5 separate regions of the Mus musculus genome follow, and regions 1, 2, 3 and 4 are each linked to region 5. A link is a contact called in public HiChIP or PLAC-seq data. All regions are on one chromosome and are shown on one strand. Each heading gives the region's core, a stretch centred on a gene start, on an enhancer-like site or on the middle of the called end of the contact. The rest is flanking DNA. Distances are from core to core; before and after follow the strand shown.

Evidence for each region. HiChIP or PLAC-seq counts read pairs in DNA pulled down with a chosen protein or histone mark.
Region 1: an H3K4me3 HiChIP or PLAC-seq map of bone marrow-derived macrophages shows a contact between it and region 5, with 4 times the contacts expected there. The contact joins the enhancer-like site here to the promoter of Tsc22d1 in region 5. A contact is called at or near these places in 18 of 39 promoter capture datasets (the 3T3-L1 cell line, 3T3-L1-derived adipocytes, the C10 cell line and 12 more), 1 of 15 datasets of contacts at CTCF or cohesin (the NIH/3T3 cell line), 3 of 484 Hi-C or Micro-C datasets (the AML12 cell line and cortical neurons), 18 of 115 datasets of contacts at active chromatin or transcription factors (astrocytes, bone marrow-derived macrophages, cardiomyocytes and 12 more) and 5 of 9 other capture datasets (adipose tissue, embryonic stem cells, liver and 2 more).
Region 2: a contact with region 5 is called in an H3K4me3 HiChIP or PLAC-seq map of bone marrow-derived macrophages, with 5 times the contacts expected there. The contact joins the enhancer-like site here to the promoter of Tsc22d1 in region 5. A contact is called at or near these places in 4 of 39 promoter capture datasets (the C10 cell line, hippocampal neurons, liver and 1 more), 2 of 115 datasets of contacts at active chromatin or transcription factors (bone marrow-derived macrophages and kidney) and 1 of 9 other capture datasets (liver).
Region 3: an H3K4me3 HiChIP or PLAC-seq map of bone marrow-derived macrophages shows a contact between it and region 5, with 5 times the contacts expected there. The contact joins the enhancer-like site here to the promoter of Tsc22d1 in region 5. A contact is called at or near these places in 4 of 39 promoter capture datasets (hematopoietic stem and progenitor cells, hippocampal neurons and liver), 14 of 115 datasets of contacts at active chromatin or transcription factors (acute myeloid leukemia, bone marrow-derived macrophages, embryonic basal ganglia and 7 more) and 5 of 9 other capture datasets (adipose tissue, embryonic stem cells, liver and 2 more).
Region 4: a FOXA1 HiChIP or PLAC-seq map of pancreatic cancer cells shows a contact between it and region 5. The contact joins the enhancer-like site here to the promoter of Tsc22d1 in region 5. A contact is called at or near these places in 3 of 39 promoter capture datasets (hematopoietic stem and progenitor cells and liver), 2 of 115 datasets of contacts at active chromatin or transcription factors (bone marrow-derived macrophages and pancreatic cancer cells) and 2 of 9 other capture datasets (adipose tissue and liver).

What each region holds. Positions count from the first base shown.
Region 1 is chr14:77,010,390-77,014,129 of GRCm38.p6, reverse strand. No RefSeq gene overlaps it. Among named protein-coding and RNA genes, the nearest start is that of Lacc1, 24 kb to the left of the region's middle. Within about 2 kb of position 2,084, at least 25 of the 459 cell types and tissues checked have an H3K27ac peak or open chromatin away from gene starts, as enhancers often do. A contact at or near this core is called in bone marrow-derived macrophages and forebrain, where this site is marked.
Region 2 is chr14:76,929,351-76,933,141 of GRCm38.p6, reverse strand. No RefSeq gene overlaps it. Among named protein-coding and RNA genes, the nearest start is that of Gm30365, 93 kb to the right of the region's middle. Within about 2 kb of position 1,476, at least 12 of the 459 cell types and tissues checked have an H3K27ac peak or open chromatin away from gene starts, as enhancers often do. A contact at or near this core is called in bone marrow-derived macrophages, where this site is marked.
Region 3 is chr14:76,989,707-76,993,946 of GRCm38.p6, reverse strand. No RefSeq gene overlaps it. Among named protein-coding and RNA genes, the nearest start is that of Lacc1, 45 kb to the left of the region's middle. Within about 2 kb of position 2,091, at least 12 of the 459 cell types and tissues checked have an H3K27ac peak or open chromatin away from gene starts, as enhancers often do. A contact at or near this core is called in bone marrow-derived macrophages and embryonic stem cells, where this site is marked.
Region 4 is chr14:76,950,296-76,954,010 of GRCm38.p6, reverse strand. No RefSeq gene overlaps it. Among named protein-coding and RNA genes, the nearest start is that of Lacc1, 84 kb to the left of the region's middle. Within about 2 kb of position 2,435, at least 100 of the 459 cell types and tissues checked have an H3K27ac peak or open chromatin away from gene starts, as enhancers often do. A contact at or near this core is called in adipose tissue and pancreatic cancer cells, where this site is marked.
Region 5 is chr14:76,413,499-76,417,207 of GRCm38.p6, reverse strand. Tsc22d1 (TSC22 domain family, member 1) reads right to left here and starts at 1,387. Exons shown (of 3, transcript NM_207652.3): 1 at 1-1,387. The coding sequence starts at 1,125.

The DNA.
Region 1 (3,740 bases), core at 835-3,334, 600 kb before region 5:
TACAGCAAAAGAAAGAGTAGTAATAACACTTCAAATCTCTGAAAATGTGAGTGGGTGTGGCCTACTCACCCCCAGAACATGGATGGGTGGGGCCAAATCACCAAGAGGAGCAGGACTCAGGATGAAGATAGCTATATTGTAAGAATCACCGAAATCACAAAACAAAGTGATGGAGAGATGACTCAGCACTTAAGAGCACTGACTGCTCTTCCAGAGAACCAGGGTTTCCCAGTATCCACATGGTGACTACTAACCACCTATCTCTCCCATTCCAGGGGAACTGATGCTTCCTCCTGACCTCCAAAAGTACTGCATGCATGTGCACACAGACATACATGCAGGCAAGACACCCATACACATAAAATAAAATTAATCTTAAAATTTTAAATAAAACGAATCTGTAGTTTATAGAAAATAATAATAATGAGAAAATAGCAACACCCATGGATTCAGCAGAAGGAACACAAATTAAATACCTTTATTAATAAATGGAAAAAATTAAATCAAATATTCGACTCAAAAGATTATAAAATGGAAATATTTTAACCTTAAAAAGGAAACATGGAGTAAATGACTGGATTGATATATAAAGTAGAAGATTGGACCTGTGTTTCGTAGGAGATGAGCTATCCAGAAAATTTTTTAGGATAAAAAGAGAGAACTGCTTGGACAGACACACACAGACACACAGACAGACACACACACACACACACACACACACACACACACAGACAGAACAGGACATGGACAGAGAGATCTCTTAGACTCGCAAGCAAGCAGAGTTTAGACAGAGAAATCTCCAGAGAGCAAGCAGAACAGAGAGAGACGCAGGCTGGAAAGGCTGTAACAAGCAGAACACAGGTCATCAGCTTGGATCTACGATTTGACTTCGAGTCATTCCTTTCACTGCTCCCAGAAACCCCTTCTCCACACTGAGGCTGGTCCTTGGCAGATACATTAGGGACTTTGGGCAGAGAACCATCTTGTTTGCCGTTTATTACAAGAACACTGGATTCCATAGACCAGCATTCTCAACTAGGACACAAATGGACTGTGGAATGGATATATATATATATATATATATATATATATATATATATATATATATGTATGTATATATTTGTGGTTTTCAATGGTGCCTCCCTAGGACTTGGGGGACAAAGGGAACAATGTAATGTTCATGCAGCTGCTAACAGTGAACAATGGAGTCTTCTGTCTCTATCCCAAGCATCTCTTGCTTTCTACCAATATCCATAAAGTAGTGACAGGCTAATGTGTTAACCTGTAGGTAGTGCGAGATCGAGGCATCCGAGGCATGGTGAGGGAGAAGCACAGTATGGCATGGCTTTCCCTAGCTAGAGGTGTTCCAAGAGGATAGGTAAACCTCACTGCATAACAGCCGTGAGACAACCTCTTAGCATTCCTGTGGACGTTCAGTGTTGTTCAAATCACACACATTCCATTATTTGATTTTAGAGAGCACAGTAGATAGGTTTCAGCTTCCCTAGAGAATTCTAGAAGGTTCTTGGATGGTTACTTCAAACGAAGAATACTGCTGTACCTGAGTTGAACAGCTAGGGATTTCCTATATTAACCTGGCTTCGGCACATATTAAAATGACCTGACTTCTATCCAAGGGAAATTCAAGGTATTATGTCAAGAATCTAATAAATACATCTTTACTATCATGTCAGAGCTAATAGCACCTCTCTAATTGAGTCTCTCTAATGTTTGCCTCGGAAGCTTGGCTTTTTGTTTGTTTATTTGTTTGAATTGTCTTTTTTTTTTCTGTTTTTTTTTTTTTTTGACTTGTGGTAAATAACGTGCCCTTGGTTTGTCTTCCTAGACATTCGCAGTCATGAGTTTCATTTGTATTAAAGAGATTTTATTATTTACTGAGGTGGTAAGCACAGATCTCACATATTTTTCTCTCACTGCTTGAAAGGCCCTGCTCAGGCCACTTTAAAAATAAATATATTAAAATTTACCCTAGCATTGCGAATGAGTGATGTCATCCAGAGTGTTACTAGGGATGGCAGACAGTCTTCTCTGAACACAAAGCTTGACAAGAAGCCTCACAGTGAGAGCCTCAGCCTGAAGCATTCCTGTCAGAACCTCACACTGCCTTTGTTTTCGCCTTGGCCGTTCTTTGTGCACTGTGCATATTCAGCCACTGGGTGGCAGTATGTGCTTAAGAATATTTAATGTTTGCCACCTTGTTTTGACAGAATTTAAGAAGTCAGGTTTTTGTTTGTTTGTTTGTTTGTTTGTTTTTGTTTGTTTGTTTTGTTTTTTGCTTTTCAATCTTGCAAAATGACCATTGTATTGAATATAAGAAATACAAGTATTTTCTGAATGCAACAGCCTACTCATAAAGTGCCTGAAAATACTTCTTTTAAAAATATATTTAATTTGAGTTTTACAGTTTCCGAGGATTGAATTCATGACCACCATGGTGGGAGACCATGAGGCAGAGAGAACTAACAGGGAATGGGGTGGGCATTGGCACACTTCCTTCAACAAGAACACATATCCTAATCCCTCCCAAACAGTTCCACCTCCTGGGGACCAAACGTCTGAATGTACATGCCTATGGAAGTCACTCTTGTTCAAATCTCCACAGTTAAAATGTATGGTGATGCTCTGCTTGGCTTTTCTCAAAGATGTTGGAACCCAGCTAACTTTGTAGGCCTCCTCTCTAAGAAGCTTCTATTGCAGAATTGGGAGTCTGTAAATTCTATCAGAACACCACACACCTTCTCCAACTCATGGGAGTGGTTTTCTGACACCAGGTCCTAGTACTGACAGGAGACACACACACACACACACACAAACACCCATCCCTAACTCAGACGTGATGTTCACTGATGACCAATCGCAAATGGAAAATCAGTTCTTGCTAATGAATCACAGTGGAATCACCCATAAGGCCAGCCACCATGCCCAGCTGTAGCTGGCCAACACAAAACAAAGGAATTGGCATTGTTGGGGGTTCTTTGTCTCAGAAGGTTTTAACAAGGCTGGGGCATTGTTTGTTTTATTACCTTGTAGGTCCTTTGCATAACATCAGAGCTTCCTGTTTTCTGTGTGCATAAACATGTGTGTCTCTGCATCTACATGTGTATCTCACGCTCTCTCTTCGGCTCTTTTCTTCTGTTTGTGTCTTTGTTTTGTCCTGTATCTGCTTTTGTATATACATATATACAATTTTGTGTGTATATATATATATATGTATATATATATATATGCGTGTGTGTGTATACATATATATGTGTGCGTGCGCGTGTGCACACACACACACACACACACACACAGAATGCATTCGGTTTGCCTATCTGGCCTCTGGTTCTTGGCCACTCAAGCAGTGTTAGGGATGGGCTCCATTGCATAGGCTTTAAGTTAAATCAGACGAGCTTTCTGCCACAATTGCACCGGTATATCTTGCAGGAGAATCAACATTGTAGATCACAGACTTGGTAGCTGGATTTGGATTTATCTTTCTCCTTTCATGGCATGCAGGGTAGCCTCCAGTACCATGAACACTAGTCTCTAAAGCTGAGAGCTCTGGGCAGGCTCCAGTGCAACTTCTTTGTGCTTGATAAGCCTTGTAGGTGTTGTCTTCAGCCCTGGTGCTCTTACCTCTCTGTCTGTTGCCTGATGATGGATTTTTCTCCTTCCACGATGTTCCCCAAACGTCAAAATACAGCCACAGTGATATCAGGAGCTAAGCCATTAGTCTA
Region 2 (3,791 bases), core at 227-2,726, 520 kb before region 5:
AGCAGATCCCGGGAAAGAACGCTTCCTGGGATGCCACTGCGGCTTTCTGCTCCAGTGGCTCAGAACTCCTTGTGCAGCAGGATAGTGGTGTCACAGGTAGCAAATCTGAAGAAATTCTAGTTCCGTTTAGACCTCAACTGACCTCATTCACACCATGATCTTTAGAGCTTGCTGGGTAATGTGAATATAATGGTAACTGTTTTCATCTACCTGAGGATGTGGGCTGGCCCTGGTTTTAGAACTGCTGGCACCTTCAGAGGCAGGCATTGCAGTCGTACAGTAGCACATAGCTCCTTGTCATCCCAACCTTTGAATGTCACATGTGGACTTTTTTTGACCTGCTGTTTTTGCTGACAGAGCTACCTGTAGGTATCTTCCACATCTGAGGTGGCTTCTTGCTCAGTAACAACTTCTACAATGTCACTTTTCTGGCTCTTTCCTCCTGTGAGAAGTATAGCACCTATCAATACACTGGTCTTTAGAGATTTGGTGATGTAGAAATTCTATCTATTGTTAACAATCAAACCAAAGGGGCTGACTAAGGGTCTGTAATATACAACTCTGGAGGCAATGGAATCAGATCTTGCAAGGATAAACTTGCTCTTCAGCTTTCTGGAGAACCTTTGAGTAAAGCTCATACTTAGGACTTACTATGCCTTCTTCAGTCAAGCAAACAGTTGCATGCTCACGGGTCCTCTTGGTGGGCTTATGCCACTCTGAGGAGCTTTTTCCTTGGTAGCTAGCATCTTCACTCCTTCAGATTTTCCCATTGAAAACATCCCCTGATGTTTCTGGCTTCCCCAAAACCTTTGCAGATCACTCCTCTCTAAATCTCTGGGTGTGTTGGAGATAGCTCAGCAAGTAAAGGCCCTTGCCACCAAGCCTGATGACTTGAGTCTGATCCCCAGGACCTACTTGGTGGAAGGAGAGAGCCCCCACTTGTACATTATCCTCTGACCTCTACACTCCAAGCCTGTGGGCATGTGGACATACGTACACACACACAGTCTTCTGACCTTCATGCTCCAGGCCTATAGACACACACACAATAAATTCACGTGGAGAAAAAAAAATCCAAATCTCTTCATATTCAGTTGGCCTAGTCTAAGCTTGTTTGAAGCCATGTTAGAACAATTGATACATTCAATTTGATTTTTTGTTTACACATTACTATGTTTTTTTGTTAAGCCATACATTCTACCCATTCCAGGTGCATAGAGAGTATAGTTTTAGATGTCACCATAAAGTTGAAAACCACAAGTTCTGCACATAGTTTATGATATTCAGGAAAGCTGATCGGTGCTCTGGGGTATGGGGGGGGGGTCATATTTAAGTTGGCTGAGAAGACAGGAGACATGATTGCTGGAGGAACGGAAGGCCACAGGGCTCCCTTTCCAAGCTGTATTCCATTGAAAGTGCCTGTTCAAAGCAAAGGAGAATCATTGTGACTCAAAGCCCTGATAATAGCATGTGACAGATATTTGACCACTTCCTGCTTTGAGCTCTCAGTCCAGCTCCTTAAGAACATATGTCAAGCAGACCTCAAAACACACTCAAAGAGGAATTTCATCTATAAACAAAGTCTTCAATGAAGTAAAATCCCATACTGAAGGCAGAAAGGCCACTCTCTTCAAGCTTTGTTGTTCCCACAGCACAGGGAACATTTTGTTCAATTCTTTGATTGAAGATGGATGGGAGGAATGAAACCCAGTTTGGTTTGGGAACTTAGCTACAGTATCATTTTGTCAAATTCTGTAATACTTTACATGTAGGATTCCATAGACCTCACCTGCTACTGGAGAACCAACGGGCATCATGGGAGAGAGTCAAACAGTCAGTCTGCATGGGCAGTGGAGAGCCTTGTGTTAGAAGCATTCAGGACTAGAGAGGGAAAGGCATGTCCTACATTCTCATGCACACGAAGGCATAACCTGACCCAGGTATATTCCAACTGTGAATGAAGAGGTGCTTATAACAGGGTTTAATTGTACTCATCTGGAATTTCGCCCCTCCTTGCAGTTGTGGGATTTAATTAATCCTCACCCAGAGGCCAGGCTCTTCAAGGCAAATGCCATAGAAGGGCAAAGAGTTACCTCAATGTGGCTTATAGCTAGATTCAGCCAGTTTCTATTTTATTACTATTCTCTATTGTTTAGAGAACCTTGCTGAACGATTGGATTGTATTTGTGCCTTGGGGCCCTTGAGAGCAATTGGAAAATACATTATAGAATAAACCACAAGATTATTAAAATGACTTCAAGCAGTAGGAATCTAATTTTTAGAGGAGCCTGTAATGTCTGTATTTATTCACATTCCATCCCTTAATTATTCATGCTCCATATTTTGAGAATAAAACGTATGTGTTCTCATCTAATTATCTCATCCCCCTCCACTGCGTAAGCCCTTCTTCATTTCTCATCTGTGAAGCAACCCTGCCCTCTGACAAGAAATTTCAGGGGGACAAGTAATATAAATGACAACACCAGAATTCCTCTCTAGTCTGCTTATCCTCCAGCATGTAGCCATTTCCCTCCTAAAATGGATACTCCCTTAGCCAAGTAGAGCATGGCAGACCTCACCGTAGTAGGAAAAGGCTTAACGCAAGGATTCCTCCTATTGCTCTTTGTTTCTCTTGGTTCGTATCCATCTCTGCCCCTTTCTTCTCTGAGGTGATGGTCATTGGGCTGTGCTACCATTTGATTCTAAAAGGACTCATGTGTTAAAGGCCTGGCTACCAGATGACAGCTTTCTGAGTTGTGATTGAAACACAAAGGTTACAACTTCTTCAATGGTTTGATTTGTTGATGGGCTATAGGGGAATGGGCTAGTTAGGAGGTAGGTCCTGGTTGGAGCTGGTCCCTCAACACTGCCTAGGACCTTAGGCAGTGACTCTAGCTGCTCACTGAGCTACCTTGAGGCAAGAAGATTTCTCTACAGTGATTTTTCTTTTTACCATTTTGCTTCAACATAAGCAAGTAGTGAACAGGGCCAACCTACCTATGAAACCCCCAACCTCAGTAAAAACAAGACAAAACAAAAACAAAAATCCAGGTTCTGACAACAGTACTTGCCACTGAACAAGACTGGTAAGGAGGCCTAGGTGATATCCTAATTTGGTTTCTGTTGCTAAGCAACTCAGAGAGGGAAGAGTTTATTTGGCTTGTAGGTTATATACAAGCCATCGCTCCAGGAAGTCAGGACATGAACTGAAGGAGAGGACTTGCTGGAACGCTGCTCACTGGCTTGGTCCCAGGCTTATAATCAACACTCTTCCTGCTACCTCTCAGGCCTACCTACCTGGGTATGACACTGCACACAGTTGGCTGCTTCCTCCTGCATCCATCAGTAGAAAATGCCCCTTCAGACTTGCCCACAGGGTAATCTGATGGAGGCAAGCCTTCACTTGAGAACCCTTTTCCTGTGTAAGTCAAGTTGAAAACCACAATTAATTAACACAGGGGAGCAACAGCTCTCGGGGGAGCAACAGCAAACCAAGAAAATGTTTGTCTTTTTCTTAGCCTACCACTACAGGAGGGGACAGTAAAGTGATTTGTCTCAAAGGTTGCATGTAAACCAGCATAATGGTACATATTCATAATCACACCACTCAGGAAGTGGAGACAGTATGGTCAGAACTTCATGGTCACTCTTGCCTACACAGTCAGTTTGAGACCAGTCTAGGATGTAGGAAACTCTGTCTCAAAAAGAAGGGAGTAAAGAAAAGGAAGAATGGAGGGAGGAAATGGTAGGAGAGGAAGGAGGGAGGGAAAAAAACTGTCTGACAATTTATT
Region 3 (4,240 bases), core at 842-3,341, 580 kb before region 5:
GGCTTTAGGTTGGGCACAGTGTAAAACAAACTTGCCTCCTGGCACTTTAAAACACTGTGAATTATTCTTCCCATCTAACTGCTTGTGTCCGGTATCTAACCTTCTTTATTTCTGCTCCCTTTCCTAGGCTCTAGTAACCACTGTCTACTCTTCTTGAAGCCTAATATTCTATCATTCAAGATATATAGTATTTGTCTTTCTGTGCCTGGTTTATGTCATTAAGTATAAAGTCTTTTGGTTTGATCCATTTTGTTGCAAATGACACAATTTCCTTCTTTTTTGTAACTGAATAAGATCCAGTTGTACATAAGTCTCTTAATATATGCTGGTGGATATACCTGTGTTGATTACCAATCTTGGCTATTTGGAGTAGTGCTGCAGTAAACACGGGGGCGGGGGTGTCAGTTACACCCTTTGGATATTTATTCAGGAGTGGGATAGTTGAATCCTATGAAAATCAGAAATGGAGTCTCAGGTTTGCCTGGCTTCTGAGAATGCCATCATTTTTACAGTAGGAGGCAAGGCAATAGAATATTTTAGAATAGCATCTCCGTAAGTACATAAGTAGGCCATAGATGTATGGTACCAGGTCTAGCAAGAATTGAAACACTTCAAGCTCAGTATGGTGGCATGTATCTATAATCCTAAGCACCGCAAGGCTGCGGCAGGAAGATGGCTTTAAATTCAAGGCCATCTTGGGCTACATAGTGAGTTCCGGGATAACCTTGGCTATAAAGAAAAAGCTTCTAGTGTTTGTTAACTGAAGACTGCCCACACTCCAGAACCAGCCTGCCTTCTGCAGCTCAGCCAGCAGTCACATCATCACCAGCCACCAACACCACGCATTTCCACTGTCCTTGTGGGGTGCATACCCTTTATGAAACCCATGCTGCACAGCTTGCCCTCTTCTTGTCCATCCTCAGTCTGAGGCAGCCATTCATTCTCTCCACCACCCACCCCAATAAATCTCCTGCGCTGGGTCCGTTCTGTGCTGTGATCTTTGCGACATTCCTTGCCCTCTGATTGCCTGCAAATCCCTAATACCTAGTTGAAAGAAAACTATGCATCCATTAGCTATGCATGTAAATAAATGCATCTATATGTATACATGCATGTGTATATGTTTTACTGTTCTATATATTCTTTGAAAGAGATAAATAAATGGAAAATGTTATTGGCCTTGTTCCTTTGGATCAAAGATTTCTTTTTTATCATGACATAAATCACTTGATACAGATAAAGAGCCAGAGTAATTTCAGAGGAGAATGTTCAGCCTACTTCTATGCTAATAATGGATCCTACCTCATGGCTATTTTTGAAAAACTCCTCAGCCTGTTTAAAAAGGCTGGAATTTATCAATTTGAATATTTCCATGACACCAGCTTTATATTTCTCCATCTGAACTTCACATAATTGCTTCTGACTAGAAGATAGGTAATTTGCCTAGCTTCTTTATTTAAAAAAAAAAAATCAAAAACCAACAAGGCAAAATGTGGAGAGTTTCCAAGATTATTTCTATTCTTTTCTTTACCTTGTTAAAGCTAAACTACTTAAATAGCCAATTCCAACTAATATCTATTCTCTTAACTATTCTGAAAGTTTGTAGGATTGTAGTTTTTTTTTTTTTTAATTGGGATCTACAGAAAACTTGTGTAACTTACACTACCTTCTCTTAGAAGTTGCATCCTGGGCTGGAGAGGTGGCTTAGCGCTTAAGAGCACCAACTGCTCTTCCAAAGGTCCTGAGTTCAAATCTCAGCAACCACATGGTGGCTCACAACCATCCTAACAAGATCTGACACCTTCTTCTGGAGTGTCTGAAGACAGCTACAGTGTATTCACATATAATAAATAAATAAATCTTTAAAAAAAAAAAAAAGAAGTTGCATCCTTTTTTTTTTTTTTTTTTTTTTTTCAAGACTCAGCCATGTCTCTCCCATAAAGACTGAATTGTTTTGCAGGTTTCCTACTTTGGAGTATTCTATCAAATTTCCTTCAAGCTGTTGATTCAATCATTGCACCCTGCATTGTAAGTATGAGTCAACTAAACTTATCATAATGTCTTCCTTCTCTTTATTTTGAGGAATTGGATTAGCATGCTAATGGATTTCTTTTCTGTGAGTCAGCCTTATTATTTTTATGGTGAAAGTTCCTGCTTTGTTTGGACATCTCTGGATTTAATTTCATTGATGAATGGTGGTTGAACTTTTCTTTCCCTTGCATGAGATCCTTTGTTTTGTCCTTTCCTTTTCTCTTTCTTCCTATGTAGGAGTCCCATGCTATTGCTCATCTCTGAAAGATAGTTCACACATTGTTCAGGTATATAATTCCAGCTTCCTTTGTCCTACAGTATGAAAAAAAAAACCCAACAACAATTAGATTAAAAGTCTTTGAAAATGAATGCAAGAGGTTGAGAGAAATAACCTGAATTTTCTAAGAACTTTCAGTATGTGAGCATCAGAACCAGACCCCAAAAGCTTTCCCTCTGATCTCAGGTTCTTTTGTTGTGGGTTGTGTTGTCTCTACGTTGAAGGAGAACAATGGCTGGGAGACAAAAGGCAAAGGAAGATCTTCCAGTATAGATACTGCCTTTCCCTTGGGTCACTGAGAGTCCATTGGTATTCTAAAGGAATGACATTACCATTTTTATCAATCATCCATTAATTACATATGCTGCTATGGGCATGTAGGGATGCAGATACCAACCGATATTTACTGAACAAAACCTTGTCCAGGAACTTGCCATATCATCTAATTTCTCACTATTATCTTTTAAGAGGATAACTGCTAATCTCATTTTCCAAACAAACAAAGAGACACAGAAATAAAATGACTTCCCAAAGCCATAAAGCTAGTAGTAAATATGTAAGTTCAAGAACTCAGGTGACCCTAAATTCATTTAATTTTTATTGTATAACAGAGCATGTTCATTAACACCTTTACATGTGCCCAAATGTCACATGTTATCTGATCCAAGTTCTACAAAGCACTTAGAGTAGATATATCTGTAGACCTAGAAAGTAGCTTAACAGTGCTTCTGCCCAGGGTAGAGAGAAAGGTCATGTCTGAGAATGGGCACATTCCTTTTTGTAAGCAAAGACACAGTGAAACCACAAAAGTAAACTGCTCTGTGGGTTGGTTGAAAGAAAGGTTTACTGGTGACCAAGCAGCCAATGCTATCTCATAGGAAGGGGAGGCACAGGAAAAAGCAAAATGGAAGGAAGAAAGAAAGAGAGAGAGAGAGAGAGAGAGAGAGAGAGAGAGAGAGAGAGGAGAAGAGACCATGACAAGGAAGTAAGCTCAGGAAGGAATTTGACATTAGAGCATGACAAAAGAGTAAGTTCAGGCAGGGACCTGACATTGGCCAAGGACAAGGAAGTAAGAATCTGGTTTTAGGGTAGAACAAAGAAGTAGGCTCAGATATCTTGATCATCCTTAGAAACAGCCGGAGTGATCACGGGGCTTTGTGTTTATTGTCTTGCTTGTTCCTTGACTATTGTCTTTCTAGTTGCTTATTGTACTGCTCACCCTTAATACTTGCATGTAATTAAAATGGTATAAAAAGCAGATTGGGAAAATTAAATTTGCCTTCAGTCTCAGAATTGATGGGGGTCATGCTACAGTGTTATCTAACTGTCTTTTTTCATTTCCCCCCCCCCTTTTTTTTTTAAAGATAAGCATCTATTTTCTTTTTTTTCCCAATTTTTATTAGGTATTTTCTTCATTTACATTTCAAATGCTATCCCAAAAGTCCCCCATACCCTCCCCGCCTCCTACCCACCCACTCCTCACTCCCGCACTGGAGAACCTGTTGACTGACTGAGCAGGCTTGGTCAGAGACACCTTAGGTAACAAACACACAACACCAGAAAAGAAGCCCTTCATGTTGTATTGTAGTTAAAATGCTTCATGTATAGAGCAGAGAAGGAATATTGGCAGGAGAGAGACAGACAGACAGACATTGGGTTATATATAAAACCATACCCATAAGAGTAAGTATGGAATTCTCAGTAGAAACTCTTAAAAGCCAGGAGGCTCACAATACTGGGCTTTAATCTCTGAAAGATAATGTCAACCAAAATTACTTTACCCAGCAAAACTATCCTTCATAATTGAAAGAGAAAGAAATACATTTCCACAATAAACATACAACAAAGAAATGTATAATCTCCATACCAGCAGAATGCCTGGAGGAAATGTATACAGTGAAGATAAAGACATCTATGAGTTTACAAGGCAGA
Region 4 (3,715 bases), core at 1,186-3,685, 540 kb before region 5:
TCACTCAACTGTACTATGCTCTGGGGATTTACCAAATAGCAAAGTATGTTGCTTTGCTTCAAGAGACTCCCAGTTTACTGGACTAACACCTTTGTGTGTGCATGTGTGTGTTTCCATGTTATTAAAAAAAGTATATTTGTTGCTTGCAGAGTCATAATATACTCCAAGATACAACCATTTATATAGAGAGAATGTTTTGAAAGGCCACAAGTTGATCATGAACACTTTATTTCTTGTGGGAACGAGATGGGTGTACCCTAGAGGCAAATATTGTTTTCCCCTTGTGCCATTTACATAGTTTCAAGTAGAAACTATTTTATACAAAAATAAGGGGAATTAAGAAAAATTGGTGTGGTTAACAGTCAAGGATGCATGCTAGAGAATGAGGTAGTTGTGTAAGGAGTGTTTTTGATTTTATGCCTTTTAAGCTGAAGAATGGCCTGATAACTACAGGCTGCCCTTGTGAGGTAGAGTGGGTTTGTGGGTTGGATATTTGGCCTCTGTTCATATAAAAAGACTCTGACTGTGACTAGCATCAGTTGAAAATAAGCTGCAGAGCAAGCATCTTGGCAGTGGTACCCAAAACCTTCTATGGCTATGAAACAAGCTGTTCAGACACTTGGTCTGTCCTTTCAGCCCTGATGTCATCTCCCTCATGTGGCCTGGCATCCATTAAGCTTCCAAGGTAGAAACTAAGTCTGCTTCAGAGTCCTAAGCAAGCAATTGCATCAAGAGAAAAGGCAGATGCCTGTGGGGCCGGGCATGGCTGGCAGGGCCAGGGACGGGCTCCTTGATGTTTAGTTGGTGGCAGGATATACCCTGGGAGTTGTTAATTGAGGGTGGTTTTGATTGTCCTCAGTGGCACTGTCTTCCTGGCAACTGAACAGGGTCCTCTGAGTCATAAGGAAATCAAGTTTTCCTTCTGATGACTTTCAGGGAGCAATCTCCCTACTGGGCTCAGGTGGAAATGGCTTTGTGACTGATTGTCATTCCATCCACGGAATCTGAAGCAAATGATACAGAATAAGATAACTAAAGAGCTCCTTATGCCCCTCGCCCCCCGCCGCCCCCCCGTAACAGAATAGGCAGGCAACAAGGCTAAGCGCCAGTTCTATTATTGACTGGACTCTAGAACATCGAGACTAGGTCTAATGCCAATCACTGCATTAAAGTGAAGCAACCAGACCCAGAGTATAACCTACACCATTCTCAATTACAAGTTCCATACTCCACCCTGACACCTGACACCATATTACACCACAGCCACCAGAGCAGCAAGAATCCCCCATCTCTGCACTTCTGGTAAGACCCACCTTCTATTTCTAAATCAAACAGGAAGAATCTACGGGTCCCATCTTTTTCTGCCTTCATGGTAACTTTGGTCTGGACATTTTTTTATCTTCTCTGCTTTGGCCCCTTTATTCCTCTAACAATAACCACCTAAATCAGTCATCCTCTCAACAGGAAGTGAAATTATTGAGCACTAATGATGATCAAACATATGAAGCATGAGAAAAAAAGATTAACAAAAAGCTCTTGGTCCTATGTTGCCATGTAAGTTTAAATCCTTGAGTGGTGTTGGATAGTAAATGAAGAATCATAGTATAAATACAGAGCAGTAACTGTGATGGGGAGGTGGCAGAGAGGCATACAGTGTGATTACATCCACAGAGAGACATCTAGGAGGAAAGCCAACCAGGAAGACTTCACAGGGAACACAATGACTCCACCGAGCTGGGCTCTCAAGGATGGAAGAACCTGGAGTTCTTGGCAAATTGGTCTTTTCCCTTATGAGGCCATAACGCAATACCTCCTAAGTCAGACTAGAACCTGAGAAAGCAAGGATCCTGTCAAACACGAGGCTCTCGTTCAACAGGCTCATCTACCCATGTTGGCACACAGGGCCTCTTCATTAGAGAATAAAAAGACAAGTTTCACTAGACTAAAAAGACTGAGACAGGCGCTCTGCTACGGTTGCTGAAATGCTGCTTGATAATTATATAATATCACTGAGTCCTGTCCTGCCATAGAGAATTGTCAGTGACTTTCTTTAAACATTTTCCTCTGATGGCTTTTCTGTAGCTTCCCTACTAACGCCTACTTCCAATCACTTCTCCAAGAGTTCAAGGACATTTGGGGCTTTAAGGAGTAGCTATTTCCTTTCTCCTCACAAAGAAATCTGCTTTTAGCCCACAACTAGAATGGACTTGGCTATTTAATTCCAGTCCCAAAGGAACGCTGATGTGTAAGTATAATTGTCAGGTGACACATTCTGCTTTCTGGAACTCCCAGGATAGAACTTAACAGCAGTGAGCAAGGGGACAGTTTGGCATTTGTGGTTGGAGAGTCTGATTAACAAGCTCCTTTCTAGGGAACAAGGAGTGCCAGCTGCCTGGCACTGGCTACTGACGTTCTGTGAGGGACCTTGGCAGGGATATGTCGCAAACCTCCCTGCAGAATTCCCCAAGCTAAGAGAAGCTCATGAGTCACAAGTTAGACTGCTCTGGCAGGCTCCTCCTCTTCGAGGGAAACTTGTGTGGCTCAGGAATTATAAAAAGGAAAATAAAAAGCAGCTATAGATTGGGGAGGCAGTACAAGGATGTGTGAGTATAGAACGGGGGTTCCCAACATTCCTAATGCTATGACCCTTTAATGCAGTCCCTCATGTTGTGGTGACCCCCCCCCACATGAAATTATTTTTGTTGCTACTTCATAACTGTAATTTTGCTATTTTTATGAATTGTAATGTAAATATCTGTGTTTTCCAATGACCTTAGGTGAGCCCTATGAAAAGATCATTCAACCCCCAAAGGGTCTCGACCCACAAGTTGAGAACCACTGGAGTACAGAGATGGAACGGGATACAAATGTGTAGATGCTGAGTCCCTATTCCCAGGGAGAATGAATAAAGATCAAACTTTAGTTCAGACTGTTTAACATTTCTTGCAATTGATCAGTGAAGTCCAAGTCACACCCCAGTGCACTCACACATTAAACAGGGTTGATGGGTTGTCAAATAAATTAATGTGTGAAATAATCAGCTTAAGAACTTCACATGTAGGAGGAATTCAAATCATTGCAAAAACTAGTGGGGCTGGTTGATGTTGAACACAGGAAGAGAAAGTTTAACTGTATTTACCTAAACATACACACACACACACACAAATTTTGTTTAATTTTTCACATGTGCTGTTTCCTGTGATGTCACTGTGACTTTTCTTTGTCCACTTTGATGAATTTATTTAGTTTTTAATTTCTAGTGCAAACAAAACATGTTCATGAATAATTCAGAAGCTAGAAAGCAACAGAAGGGAAGAGAGAAGGTCACAGGGAAATTCTAACCCAGGTGAGTGTTCTTGAGAATGTTGTCCACGTCCCTGCAGGAACCTCTGTGTGTCTCTAGAATAGACAGTGATTTTTAGCTCCATACTTGTTACAAGGTAAAACGCTGTCATGGTGGAGTGAACGCATAGACACCCTTTGTTCCTTTTGCAACACAGCAAAGAACTCTTGTTCATTTAGTATGTCCTCGGTGTGCTTTATCTTTCAGATGATGGTTCAGTGAAGAATTTGCTCATGGAAGGGGGAAGATGGAGGTGGGGTGGCTCAGAGGGGTCTGACTCTTCTGCAAATGATAGTAAAGTTTTTGGTTGACAGTAGAGAAGGATGCTGAGGAGAGACCACCTATTATGATGTCGATAAGAGAGAACACAGG
Region 5 (3,709 bases), core at 138-2,637:
AGAGGAAGAAACGGTACCATTGCCCATGCCACTCAAGATACTCGAATTAACAACACTGGTAACTCCAGGCCCACCACTTATGCTAGCAGCATTAGGGATATTGCTTGTATTTATATTAGCATTACCATGCACGCTGTTCGTCACACTGGGACTGAAACTACCCACAGCAGCAATGTTAACATTATTCGTAGCGCTCGTGCCAGTAACCGAATTTATACCTAGGCTTCCTGTAGTACTTGGAGTACGGATGTTCGTCATCACTGATGCTGGTAAGCCACTCGATGGTACTGCAGGAGGAGGTGCGACTGGCACACCACCATCAGAACTTCCAGTTGTAGAGAGTTTCCTGGACACTGGGCTCGAGGGTGGCCCTCCGGGAATGGATGGACCGGCCACAGCAGCATGTGATGAATGATGGTGCCCATGGTGAAGGTGGTGCCCATGATGAGGGTGATGGTGATGATGGAGGTGGTGGGGATGGGCATTCCCATTGATCACAACGTTCTGTTGTGGAAGGTGAGGCAAATGAGGCTGAGGAAGGTGGGGCTGGTTAGGAGAGACTGCCCCAGGTGTCTCAGCTTCCTGGAAGTTATTCAGAGTCTCCTCTGAGGAGCTTCGTTCAGGCTCACCTAAGTCAGTGGCCCTGGAAAGGGAGACGTCGAGGATCTCGGAAGAGGAGAGATCTTCCGTGTGCGACTCATCCAGATCGTCGTAGCTCTCGGTGTCCTCCGCGATGCTGTTGTTGGAGCTGATGCTGGCAGAGATCTGAGCCGGAGTAACGCTAGTTATCTGGAAGCCACTTTTCTTTTTCATCTGAGTTCCGCCTGGCGCAAGAGGCTGTCCCTGCAGCTGAGCCTGCGAGAGGAGGTTCAGGCTTTGTGGAGGCGGAGGCTGGGGTCCCTGCGTGGAAGATGCAGCAGGAGGCGGCGGCTGGAGCAGCGAAGGAGGAGGAAAATCTTCAGAAGATGGAGCAGCACCACTGACGCCCGTACCTGCTGCATTGAGAGCAGAGGCGCTGCCACCACCGCTGCCCCTTCGAGGGAACATTGCCGGGTGCGCCATCTTCCTAGCACTAATGTCTGCAGCAGCGGCCGCCGCGGCGGTGGACTCCGGCGGCTGGTGCATTGTGCTGGGTACCGGGGGGCGGAGGAGGCAAGTGCAATTTCCTTCTGCACCGTAATCTTTGTATGGAGAAGCCGGAGAGACGAACAGGACCTGAAGCTCCGCCCGACGCGATCCCTCCTCCTCCTCCTCCTCTGCCGAAGGCGCCGGCTGCTCGTGCCTTCGAGGGCTAACTTCGGGAAGGGAGGATGAACCGGGTGAACCAGGTGGCTGGGGAACCGAAGGGGGACCCCTTCAGTCCTTCGCCATTCACTTCCCCCTCCAGTCACACACCCCCCTTTATATTCCGCTTCACGTGGGGTGCGGGGCGGGAGGGAGGGGAGCCCAGGAGGGGGCGGGGGAGGCGAGGAGAAGCGAGAAATGCCCACCTTCTTTGGCCAACTCCGGAGCCAGCTCAACCCCCTCCTCCCGCGGCGACGGCCGCTGCAAAAGCCCCTCCGCTCGTCCTGCACCGAGGCAGCGCGGAGCGAGCGGTCGCCCCGGCCCTCGCCACCCCCGGCGCCGCGGCCGCCGGCGAGCCCTGAGCTCAGCGTCGCTCCAACCTCCCCTGCCGGCGCGGCCGGCCCCGCTCGGGCCTCCCCCCACGGCCCGCGGCCCCTCTCAAACCCCCTGGGCTCGCGACGGCTGCTCCGGGAGGAAAGGCTGGCCGCGGCTGGGGCCCGGGCGGCGCGGCTGCGAGCGGGGCGGTGGCGGGGCGCCCGGTACGGTGAGCCCAGCAACGAGGCGCGGGCGGGCGCGCAGAGACGCCGGATCCTCGCGGAGCGCGGCCGGGGCGCGGCGGCGGCGGCGGTGGCGGCAGCAGCAGCGGGAGCCCAGGGACCGCTCCATCACTGGCAGCCATGGAGCCCGAGCATTTTCCTCCCTCGGGGCAGGCGCTCGGCTCGCCACACGTCCTCGGAGAGGAAGGGCGCCGGCGCCCGGGCTGCTCCGGCGGGCGGCGGGACGTGCGCGGGAGCGGAGGGGCGAGCTCGCGTCCTCTTCTCGGCCCGCCGGCTGGTTCGGCACCGAGCTGCTCCCGCGACCGGGAGGGAGGGAGAGAGGGAGGGAGGGGGCCGCGGGCGGCGGTGGCTCCTTTTCGCGGCGGTGGCGGCCAGACGGGGCTGGTGCAGCGGCTGCAGCCGACGCCGTTCAAAGAAATGAGAGGTGGGGTTGGTCGGTGGCGGCGCGGGGCGGGGGAGTGGGAGGGCGTCGGGCGAGGAGGGGGCTGTGATGGTTGTTACTAGTGCTCTTCTCGGGCTGCTCCGTATCCCCTGGTCTCTCGCGGCATCAAGAGAGGAGGGACCAGCGCCCCAGCGCGAGAGGAGGAGGGTCGAGCTCTGACCGAGGAGAAGGAGGAGGAGGAGGTGGCAGGGGGGAGGGGTCGTGGAGGAGAGGAGGGAAGATGGCGTCTGCGCGTGCGCGCCGGCGCTGCAGACATAAAGCCGGGTCTGACCAGGGGAGGTGGCCTGTCTTCGGTCCGCGCCGAGCTCTCGGCTCCGTCTCCCACGGAAATTACCGAAGGCCGGCGGAGTCGCCGACGCCGGAGGGCGGTGGGGGGTGGGGCACTCGGGCGCGCGAGCGAGCGAATCCGGGTCGCGTGGAGAGGCTGGGGTGGGGCTGGGAGGGGGGGGGGGAACCACGCCGCGCGCGTGCGCGCAGGTTAGGCGTGTCCGCTGCTGTCTCCCACGCGGACCCCGGCGGCGAGGCGGGTGCGGAGCGCTAGGTCTCGGGTGTGCGCGCCCTGGGGCGGTGGCTCCCCCGCCCCGGCCTGCGGAACGGGTAATGAGGCTTTTCTCCTCAGCAACAGCAGCATCACGAGTTGCAGCTCCCAGGAGCCCTCCGCTGCTGCCACGACATGAGTCAGGCTTTCTTCCTCGGCGCGTGGCGGAACCCTCCTCCTCCTCCTTCTCCAAGCAGCAACCTGGCCTCCCCCTCGACCCGCACCGCCCTCGCCCCTTCCGGGGATGCCCCGATAGAATCGGGTGTCTTCCCCCACAGCAGTGGTACCTTTTGTGCAGAGCGGTGGTAGTTGCCACGCGGTCCCTCGCCCTTCGACGGGCAGGGTCGAGACTGCTAGCATGTGGCACGGATGTTTGCAGGGAATCTCCCAAGCCCCTCCAAGGGAAGGCTCTTACAAAAGGGAGTGATCCTTGCTGTCCTTCCTTATCGGGTGGGAAGAAGCTAGCCGGCCCTGCCAGCTAACCAACCAACAGGTGGAGCTTCCCTCCAGCCATTTATTGTCTTTGTGTCCTTGCTGTGGCCCTTAGAGAGGTAAAAGGTTAGGGCTTGGTTTTAGTGGAATTTAAAGGAAATTTGTAAAGAATGCCTTTTAGGGCTAGAAAAGCAAAAAGACTGGTAAAGTGCCCCCCCCCTTTTTTCTTTTTAACTAAAACTAGATTTCATGGATTTAGGTAGGTTTGCTTGGAGACAATTTTCTGTTAGCTGCCTCCGAAGTATTACATGTCAAAACCTCTCAAAGCAGGGCTTTGCTTCTAACCAAGAATGTAAATCTCACCCAGGAAATTTTTTAAGCTGAGGTGAAAAGGGTTGTTTGAGAGCGGTTTGTTTCTGTTCTAGTTTAGGTTTCAGGGATACAAATTGATCAGAA